Regions from separate parts of the Zea mays genome. Here region 2 is linked to region 1. The links are chromatin contacts, called in public Hi-C maps. All regions are on one chromosome and are shown on one strand. Each heading gives the region's core, a stretch centred on a gene start, on an enhancer-like site or on the middle of the called end of the contact. The rest is flanking DNA. Distances are from core to core; before and after follow the strand shown. Region 1 holds the start of LOC100280380. Region 2 has its middle 17 kb from the start of LOC100278838.

What was found. A called contact is a pair of places that touch in the nucleus more often than the background predicts.
Region 2: a contact with region 1 is called in a Hi-C map of leaf mesophyll, with 2.9 times the contacts expected there. The contact joins the enhancer-like site here to the promoter of LOC100280380 in region 1. A contact is called at or near these places in 3 of 25 Hi-C or Micro-C datasets (ear, leaf and leaf mesophyll).

The regions. Positions count from the first base shown.
Region 1 is chr5:223,489,897-223,494,757 of Zm-B73-REFERENCE-NAM-5.0, reverse strand. It overlaps LOC100280380, which reads right to left and starts at 2,409. Exons shown (of 2, transcript NM_001153305.1): 1 at 2,302-2,409; 2 at 1,412-2,228. The coding sequence starts at 2,010. The coding sequence ends at 1,684.
Region 2 is chr5:223,605,497-223,609,987 of Zm-B73-REFERENCE-NAM-5.0, reverse strand. No RefSeq gene overlaps it. Among protein-coding and RNA genes, the nearest start is that of LOC100278838, 17 kb to the left of the region's middle. Within about 2 kb of position 1,722, at least 16 of the 20 cell types and tissues checked have an H3K27ac peak or open chromatin away from gene starts, as enhancers often do. A contact at or near this core is called in ear, leaf and leaf mesophyll, where this site is marked.

The DNA of each region.
Region 1 (4,861 bases), core at 1,160-3,659:
AACGATCCTTGTGCTAGTGTGTGCTTGTGTGGGAGATGAAGTAGGCGTGTAATATTTTGATTTTATATGGCCAAGTATATGGGCCGGGCTTGGGCCGGCATGGCCAACGAATGCATGACGTGTTTTGGGTCGAGCTATGTCAGTATTTTTACACTTTGAACTGGCATAGCACATCCAAAAATTTTTACATTTTAGATTTAGCACGAAGCAGAATGAACTTGGACTAGGCTGACCCGGTCCAATTACCAGCACTAAGTCGTATGCATCTGCCTGCTCTTCGGCGCCTGGACTGCTCTTTGCGACTATAGCTATCCTTATTCTCTAAATATAAATGCTTGCTATAACAGTCTGGTTATAGTATGAATATATATAATTTAGCTGCTACTAGTTATTACAGTCCGATTTAGCTCGCGATTAGTGGTGTAAGAAGGGTGATCAGCCGCGAGCGGTACTGTTTAGATGACTGTATATGAGCAGTGCTGAGGATATGGGCCGACTTTTCGGGCCAGCACGAGCACGATCCAAAAATAGGAGTCCAAAGCATGGCTCGGCATGAAATAATATAGCCAGGCTAGCACGATCCGAAGGTGGGCTTAGGTCGGGCCTTAATTTCCGGCCTATTGGAGCCCCGGCATGGCCCGCATAGATGGGCCAGGCTTGAGCGGGCACGGCCCAATTAAGCTTAATCTATTTGATTTCTTTAATCTAGTAAGATATCGATTTTATATTGTTGTTATATTTAGAGTTTATGTGATCAAATGATGCTAGAATTGTTTAATATCTTTAATTTAGTAAGCTATTAACTTTATATGATTGTAATATTTTGATTTTATATGGTCAATATATGGGCCGGGCTTGAGCCGGCACGATCCAACGAAGGCACGACGTGGTTTAGGTCCGGATTGGGCCACTGTTTTTATACTTCGGGCTGACACGATACGGCCCAAAAGTTTTTTGAGCTTTTCTGATCTGAAACTGTTTGGCACGAAGCACGATTGGCTTGATTTTGAACCGGGTTGGCCCAGCCGCCCAGCTCGACTCAATTGCCCAGCACTATACATGAGCATCGCATCGAATATGCTGTAGTAGCCTACGGACAGTCACGGCGTCAGTCAAGTCAATTGCGAGCGACCTCATCACCTGCCCGGTCGGCCATGCATGACCCTCACGCACAACACAGAGCTGCATGCAGGGGCGAGGGGACCCGGCAGCTCAGGTGATGCGCGACCACGCAGAAGCAGACACGCGACGCGTGGTGTGGTACCATATACTACCATATCATTGATTGATGAGCTGCACAGGGTGCGTGGGTCTGCGCCTGGTAGTGTACAGTACGAGACCGACGATCGAGCAGATGCAAAATCTGCTCCTGATTCCAGGTCACCAATCAATCGTCGGTTGGACGAGAATTGAGCAATGCATGCGTCAGATGATGGTCATGTTCATTCTCTAACGAAGAGAACGGCGAAGAAGAAGATACAACACAGCAAGCAAACGACGCACGTACTGGCTCCAGCACGGAGCAGCAAGAAGCATGGAGGAGCGATACGACGGCCAGGCCTAGCTAGACGACCGGCCTCCAGGAGCAGGAGCAGGGGACAGGGAGGGAGCTTGGTCGCCGTTCGCCGAAACAAACACAGACGGCGGATCGGAGTTCACGACCACCCACCTCTCTGGCTACGGCTACCGATTGGAGTCCGGGTTGGGGCCACTGGGGACCTCGTGCTTGCCGTCCTGCCCCGCGGAGTTCCACCTCCCGCGCGCCCGGGGCTGGGCGGGGCGCCACGGCCACGTCGCGGCGGCCGGCCGCGGCAGGGCACGGCGGCGCCCATCAGCGGCGTGCCAGTGCCACGACGACGACGAAGCGGAAGACGCGACGGGGAACTCCTCCGTCTCGTCGTCGTCCCCGCGCCGAGCCGCAGGCACGAGCAGCACAAGGAAGCCGCACAGGACGAGGACGAGGAGGAGCGGCCCGGCGCGCGGTCCTGTGCCGCATTGAGCTCCTGCCATGAGCAGGAGCCGCCGCCGCCGCCGCGTCTTCAGTGGCTGGAGCAGGAACCCCGGCCAACGCCCATGCGTGCGAGCAAGACGGCGAGACAGTGGGAGAGAGCAGCAGCCAAGCAAGCAGGAGCAGCTAGAGTGTGTGAGAGACTGAGAGCTCGTTCACTTCACTCCACACTCCACAGTCCACAGCGCTATCTGCTATGCACTCGGCTGGGCTTCCGTTGCTGCAGGTGAAAAAAAAACGAGGTGAAGAAATACCAAGGCCAACTGACTGACACCATCATCGCCATACCATACCAGTGGCGCTGCATGTCTTTCCTTCCTCGTGACTCTTCTGCGCATGCATATCATTCGTAACAGGACGCCATTGCAACCACGGAGCTCGTTTCATAATTTTTTTTGAAGCACTGCAGATTGTTTTTCGAACTGTGCAGCTATGATATTATGTCTGCAGTATCTGCTTGATGAATGCTCAAAGAAGAAGGTGGTCAGTGAGGAGCACTGGCACTGCAGGTTTGAAAAAAAGTTGAGCACGGCACGGGATGGGAGGGGGCGAAAGCAGAGGAAGGAAAAGACGGGGGAATAATGGATGGGCATGCAAATGGAAGCTTTGGTTTTCCAAAGGCTGTAAAGCGTAATTTGACGCCTATTGACGGGATATATCCATCGCTAATTCTGTGTTTTGCTATCTACGGCCTCGGCCTACCAAAGACGCAAATCCCTTTTTTTATTTGAATCCTTTAAAGATTTAACATTCTGGTTTACATGTCAATGACTCACAGCAACCTCACATTTCATCGTGATATGGGTGTCAAATCTTGAAATACATGCCAATTGTGGGTCTCAAAATATCAGAATCTCTCATTGGTTATCTAGTTTTATAGTTTAATGTTGTGGATTTCTGATTTTGTTTAAGATTCAAAAATCAGATTACCGAGCGAGTTTGAGGACAAAAAAATGTACACTATCTCGAGTATATAAGCACACCTGATGACTCAGTAATTAAGGAAGGGTGGCAAAGAAGAGAGCTATAAGACCAACTCCAGCAGACTCTCTCTCCGTATCCGTATTTAGCACCGCCAACAGTTTCTCTCTCCTCTCTGTATCCGTCCCCGTTTCCAGCAGACTCCGTATTTGCACTCCGCATGCAGTCTATGACAGCTGGGGCCCACGAGCAGTCGCGAGCGCATGCAATCAGCTGCGGAGAGGAGAGAGAAACCGTGGAAAAGGGGAGTGCAGGTACAGGGCGTGCGTTTTAGGGAGACGGATGCGGAGACTGCTGGACTGATGAATAGTGTGCTCCGCTGTGCAAAAAAGGGATACGGAGCCCCATGCAGAGTACTGCTGGAGTTGGTCTAACAGGGTCCGCCGTGCAAGTCCAAGGAAGACAAGCTTTTTTTCCATGACCGTTGACAAGCACTGTCTGCCTCCTGATGTCTCCCAAGTGGCCTGCAATCGTCCTTTCACTTCACTTGAAGTATAGTCTTGTAGACCCTAGAGCTTACTACCCAAAACCCAGCAGCAGCACAGTATACGTGGCAGCTGATCGGCATGCATGGCCCAACAAACAATCACCACATGCTCTCTTGATTATTGTGGAGGGAACGAACAAGCATGCCATGGAAGGAAGAGGGTCATGATTATTGATTAGCACCGAGACGAGACTCTGTACATGAACAAGAAGCGATGAACCCAAAGGCTGATTTATAGGTTACATGTCAATGACTCACAGACTGTGATATGGGTGTCAAATCTTGAAATACATGTCAATTGTGGGTCTCAAAATATCAGAATCTCTCATTGGTTATCTAGTTTTATAGTTTAATGTTGTGGATTTCTGATTTTGTTTAAGGTTGAAAAATCAGATTACCGAGCAAGTTTGAGGACCAAAAAAATGTACTCTATCTCGAGTATATAAGCACACCTGATGACTCAGTAATTAAGGAAAGTTGGCAAAGAAGAGAGCTAACAGGGTCCGCCGTGCAAGTCCAAGGAAGACAAGCTTTTTTCCATGGCCGTTGACGAGCACTGTCTGCCTCCTGATTAGGGTTGGAAACGAGCCGAGCCGAGCTCGGCTCGGCTCGGCTCGGCTCGCTGCGGCTCATTCACGTAACGAGCCGAGCTCGGAAAACCGGCTCGGCTCGGCTCGGCTCGCGAGCCGGCTCGCCGAGCCTAGTCATAAATATAAATCTGCTCTCTAAATTATAATATAAAATCTTAAAAATATTTTAAATAACATATTTTAAGTTAGTAAAATAGATATATCACTAATATAATATAGAAAATAGATTATTTTTGTATAGTAATCTTAAATAACATAAATTATTGTCTACTCGATACTAATATTATATGCTAACTAAGATTTTATGTAACAAATTGTTGTTGGGTCGAGCCACGAGCGAGCTGGCGAGCTGCACCGAGCTGAGCCGAGCTGACTCGCTCTTTTCACGAGCCACAAAAACAGGCTCGACTCGGACTTGTTCTGAGCGTCGAGCCGGTCCGAGCTACTGTGAGCCCGAGCCAGCTCGTTGAGCTCGAGCTTTTTTTCCAGCCCTACTCCTGATGTCCCCCAAGTGGCCTGCAATCGTCCCTTCACTTCACTTGAAGTATAGTCTTGTAGACCCTAGAGCTTAGGCTATCCGCAACCGTTCCCCCTAAATTTTTCCCCCTATATCACTTTTTTGGGTCACATCATCAACATTCCACCCCCTATTTTTTCATCTCCCGCAGCGGTTCCCTCTAAATACTCCCCCTATATCCCACTACACTATAAAATATCATTTTTTATACATACTTTTCATCTACTATAAATTTTTTATCTACTAACAATTGAAAGCGGGCCCACGTGAATAGTGTT
Region 2 (4,491 bases), core at 473-2,972, 120 kb before region 1:
TGCGATCGAGGTCCATCTGGTAGAGCGAGACCACCAGGTCGTCAACGCCGTCGTCGACGAAGTCATCGAGCGCCTCCTCCTGGGTGACACGACACCAGGAGAGCGAGCCACGGTTAGATCCAGAGCTATGGGGGGAGTGGATGAACTCGCGATGTATGGGGCCCACCTGTCGTCGATGGTGTCGGCGTAGATCCGAATCGGCCCGTCTGTGGGCACACCCCCTCGCTGCCGGTGGGGAGATCTCGGCGGTGGCTCGCGTGCCGCGCATGGTAGACGGGGATGTGGAAGGTGGAGAGCTGTTGCACCGCGCTTTATGGATCCACGGAAGGAGGGTGGCGGCGGGCGGGCGACGTACGAACCGTCGAGGTCGTCGTGCACGAGGAAGATGATGACTTCACCAAAAGCGAAATGCCCTAAGTTTCAGGGTGGAGGACGATAAAACTGAGATGGGCGACAGATGGCTTGCTTTTGACCTGTGGTCGTGGGCAACGAGGAGGAGGTGTGCTCGTGCGATGTTGATGTCGGCACAAGCGGCGAGGTCCATAGCATGACACTCGCGTCGATCTGGGGGCGGAGGTGGAGGTGAAAGAGGCACAAAAGATTCAGGCGTCTCCTTGACTATCGACCGGTCAATCCACATTTAGGCGTGCGCTTCGCCGGTAACATCGCGGGGTGAGAGACGAGAGGAGCGTCGGGGTCAGGGGGCATCACTTGGGTGGGTGGGGCGATGGCGACGACGGCGGTGGCGTGGGCACATGCGAGCTAGGGTTTTTGGGTGAGAGAGGGTCGGAGGGAGGAAGGGGAAGCAGACGAGGGAGCGGGGCTGGTGGGCGGGATCGGGGAGCGGGGCTGGTGGGCGGGATCGACGGTTGAGATCGCAAAATGGTAGAATGGACGACTGAGATCGTAGAATGGCAGAACACAAAAAGGCAGACTACTATTGCTAACTTAATAAGTAGTAGAGATATAAATAATTTTAAATAAGAACTACCATCTACAACTATATTGCTATGTACTAATTATTATATTTTTGGTTTATTAACCATTATAATAGCTAACTTTGTTCTTTATTTTTGTTTTGTTTTGTTTTGTTGATCTTTGTAGGAAATGATGGAGTACAAGAAGTCATGGATTGTCAAAAGTCACTTCGTATTGGAAGATATTTACAATATATCGAGAGATTTAAGTTTGGTTTTCAATTATGCTAGATTGATGACCAGCAAATTAAGGGTACACTACCATTTAATTAAAGAATATATATTTGAGAAAGTGATACTTTAAGTGAAAATCAAGACCAAACATACAATTACCATATTATGATCAGTCCACTGAGTAAATTTCATTAGGGTATCAAGAATGGTTCTTTTGGGACTAACTTTATCCTAGATGGCATGCCGCCCTGTGTCGGATTACCAAACACATGGCTTATAAGGCTAAACAAAGTGGTGATTTAAGGAACATTAGTGATATCTAATTAAAGCTATGAGAAGGGTTGATCAAAAGCAATCAGTGTAACAAAAACATGCAAAAATATGGAGATCCAAAGATTTGTTACCCGTGGATATGTTAGTTGTTAGTAGGTAAAATGTTGTACCCAAAGATTTTTTGGGTGTTCCGATTCTAATTTGGACCCTGGATAGCCGAAACGCTTCTTCCAGCCTTCCAGGATACACGTCGCGGTTCTACGGATTCGGCCCAGTCGTCCCGTTCATGTCGGCCCATTTTCAAGAGGTCGAACAGGGAGCACGGGGCTGGTGGTGCTGAGGCCCGAGCAGAATCGCACAGGCGCACAGCATACATGTGCTTCTCGTTTCTCGTCTGTGAGTACTCGTACCGTCCTAACAACTACGTTACCACGGATCATCAGATTCGCACCTTTCCCTCCCGTCAGCAGATTAGACGCGAGAAGTCGTGGAAGACCCGTATCCCTTCCCAGAAGCACGATAGAGGAAACACACGAGACACGATATAGAGTTGGGCCTTTGACCTCTTTCTCTTCTCTGTATTATGAGGGGTGTACATGTTCCTTATATGTAGATGTGAGACCCCTCAGAGGCAAAACAAGTATTTGCCCACATAACTCTGACTAGGGTTACTTAACACTCCCCCTTGGGCGAATAGCGCGACCAACACATGCCTCGTTAAAACTCCGAAAAACCCAGTGAGAAAAATGTGGAGAAAGAGTGCATGATGATACAAATTGCATTTGCACTTTGTTGCCTCGTTAAAAACCATCATGTGAGATACTTCAAGAAAACTCACCAAGGGAAAAAGAATACAACAGCTGTCATCGGGACAGATTTTGATCCTCTGGGATCTAGATTCTATCGAATCTTCTACAAGGGCTAACTTTAGAAATATGCTCCCCATGATATTTGCAAAACCGTATCGATAAGGCAAAATATTTTCTTCTGGAAGTATATGCACATAAAGATTTAGCAAACGGATTGCATATCCTTGCAAGGACTATTTCAGGAACTTTAACTCTACTCACTTCTAGGATATACGAGGTAAGTGCACGTATCAATATAAATAAGCCACTTTAATTGATGGTGTTCGATCGACTGGATCTATATATTTGATAGAAAGTTTTATAAAGGTTCACATATTGATCATCAAGCTCACGCCTTTAGGGCATAAAATATGACATTTATTGTCTCACGATTGTGATCAATATAAGCATTCGCTCTCCCTGACGATGACATCTGTCAAAGTCGTTATCCCTCATAACTCAAGCATATTCTTCAAGATATATGTCTCATTGTTCATCTAGAATAATGATAATGGATGAGGTTGGGTGCTATCATTTTCTATCTACACCACAATTTATACATAGTTGTGCAAAGCAAATAACATGTCCTTCAATAGGACTTAGGGGATAATATAGTTGCAATAGTACATATTCTAAATATGACACATTACTCCAGGCGTTCATCCTTTGCAACATCTATGATGGTGTAACAAAAGTCCATCAAAGATCGTAATCCATCAGGGATTTTTCATCGATCAGATATATCATTATAGTCTGTCTTTCTGGCACAATGGGGATATTTTACCAGTAACACCTAAACCTTAAGGTTTTTGCCATCGTGGCTTTAGAGGATACCGTAATTCCACATCTAGTGGAAAATACCATGAGTAAAGATCGTGGAATGCACATGTGCTTATTCGGTGAACTTCAAGTCCTTTGGTACCTCATCTTATTGCTTTTCGGGTCTGTATGGATCTTTATCCCTATATAGGGATTATCAAACTTTGGTGTTTAACACAGACTTTATTTCTTCTGGAAAGGTTCCATTAAGGAACTATAATCTCATCTAGGAGATATTCTCTCTACACAGGAGAGTGTTCATTCGTCAGGAATGTATTATTCGGTACGAGATTTATATGTTGCATATTTATAATTCAAAGATATGGGTCCTCCTAGGATCTCATGACGGATCTTCAGAATCCTATTAACTGCATATTTTAATTCATGCCATTTGCCAGATATATTACATAGCAGAACTGTCGGCGTTTCGGATCCGGGGGACCCTCAACCGGACCGACTAGTGAATTTTGTGCCACGTGCCCTTGTCCAGATGGGTTGATGCAAGATGGAACACAAGAGGAGGGATGAGGCTTAAATTATCTTGCACCGGGGTGCTTGCAGTAGGGGTTACAAGCTTCGCGAGAGAGGGAAATGGGTCCTAGGTCTCCTGAGGAGTCTAGTGTTGCGGAGTGGAGCTCGATGCTTGAGTGTGTCCATCTCCGTCGTCCTTGCTGCCCGTCCTCTCTCCCCTTTCTCTTGAGAAGGCCCTGGGCATCCCCTTTTATAGACACAAGGGGATGGTCCAGTTGTACATATGGGGGTGTTGCTATGTGCTAACGTGGCCTGCGGAGAAGTGCTCGAGCCCTGTAGAAGCGTAGCTGGCGGTGCGGTCCTGGGTCCTGCTGACGTTTCTTTGCCTTCGTAGAGAGCTTGAGGACTATTGACGTCATGGACGCATGCGGGGAATCATCATTACCTGTGACCGGAGTAATCTAGATGTGACTCCGGTCTTGTTCCTTCGTAGCCTGAGGCAGCTAGCTAGAGGTAGGGTAATGATGTATCCCCTATAGCGTAGTCGGTCCGAGGCCGAGGTCAGACGAGGCAGTGACTTCTCCTGAGGCTGAGGTCGAGGTCGGGCAAGGCGGAGACCTTCTCCCGAGGCCGAGGCTGAGGCCGGGGTCGGGCGAGGAAGAGACCTTCTCCCGAGGCCGAGGCTAAGGCCGGGGTTGGGCGAGGCGGAGACCTTCTCCCGAGGCCGAGGCTGAGGCCGGGGTCGGGCGAGGCGGAGCTCCCTGTTGCGCCCGAGGCTGAACTCGGGAGAAGCCGTGACTCACTGTTGTTATCCTTACCCTGGTGGTTGGCATAGTAGTCGGAACGGGGTGAATAGTATTGTTTTCCTGTCAGAACGATCAGTAAAGGGGTGAAGTGACTGCGATCACTTCGACCTTGCCAACTGAGGC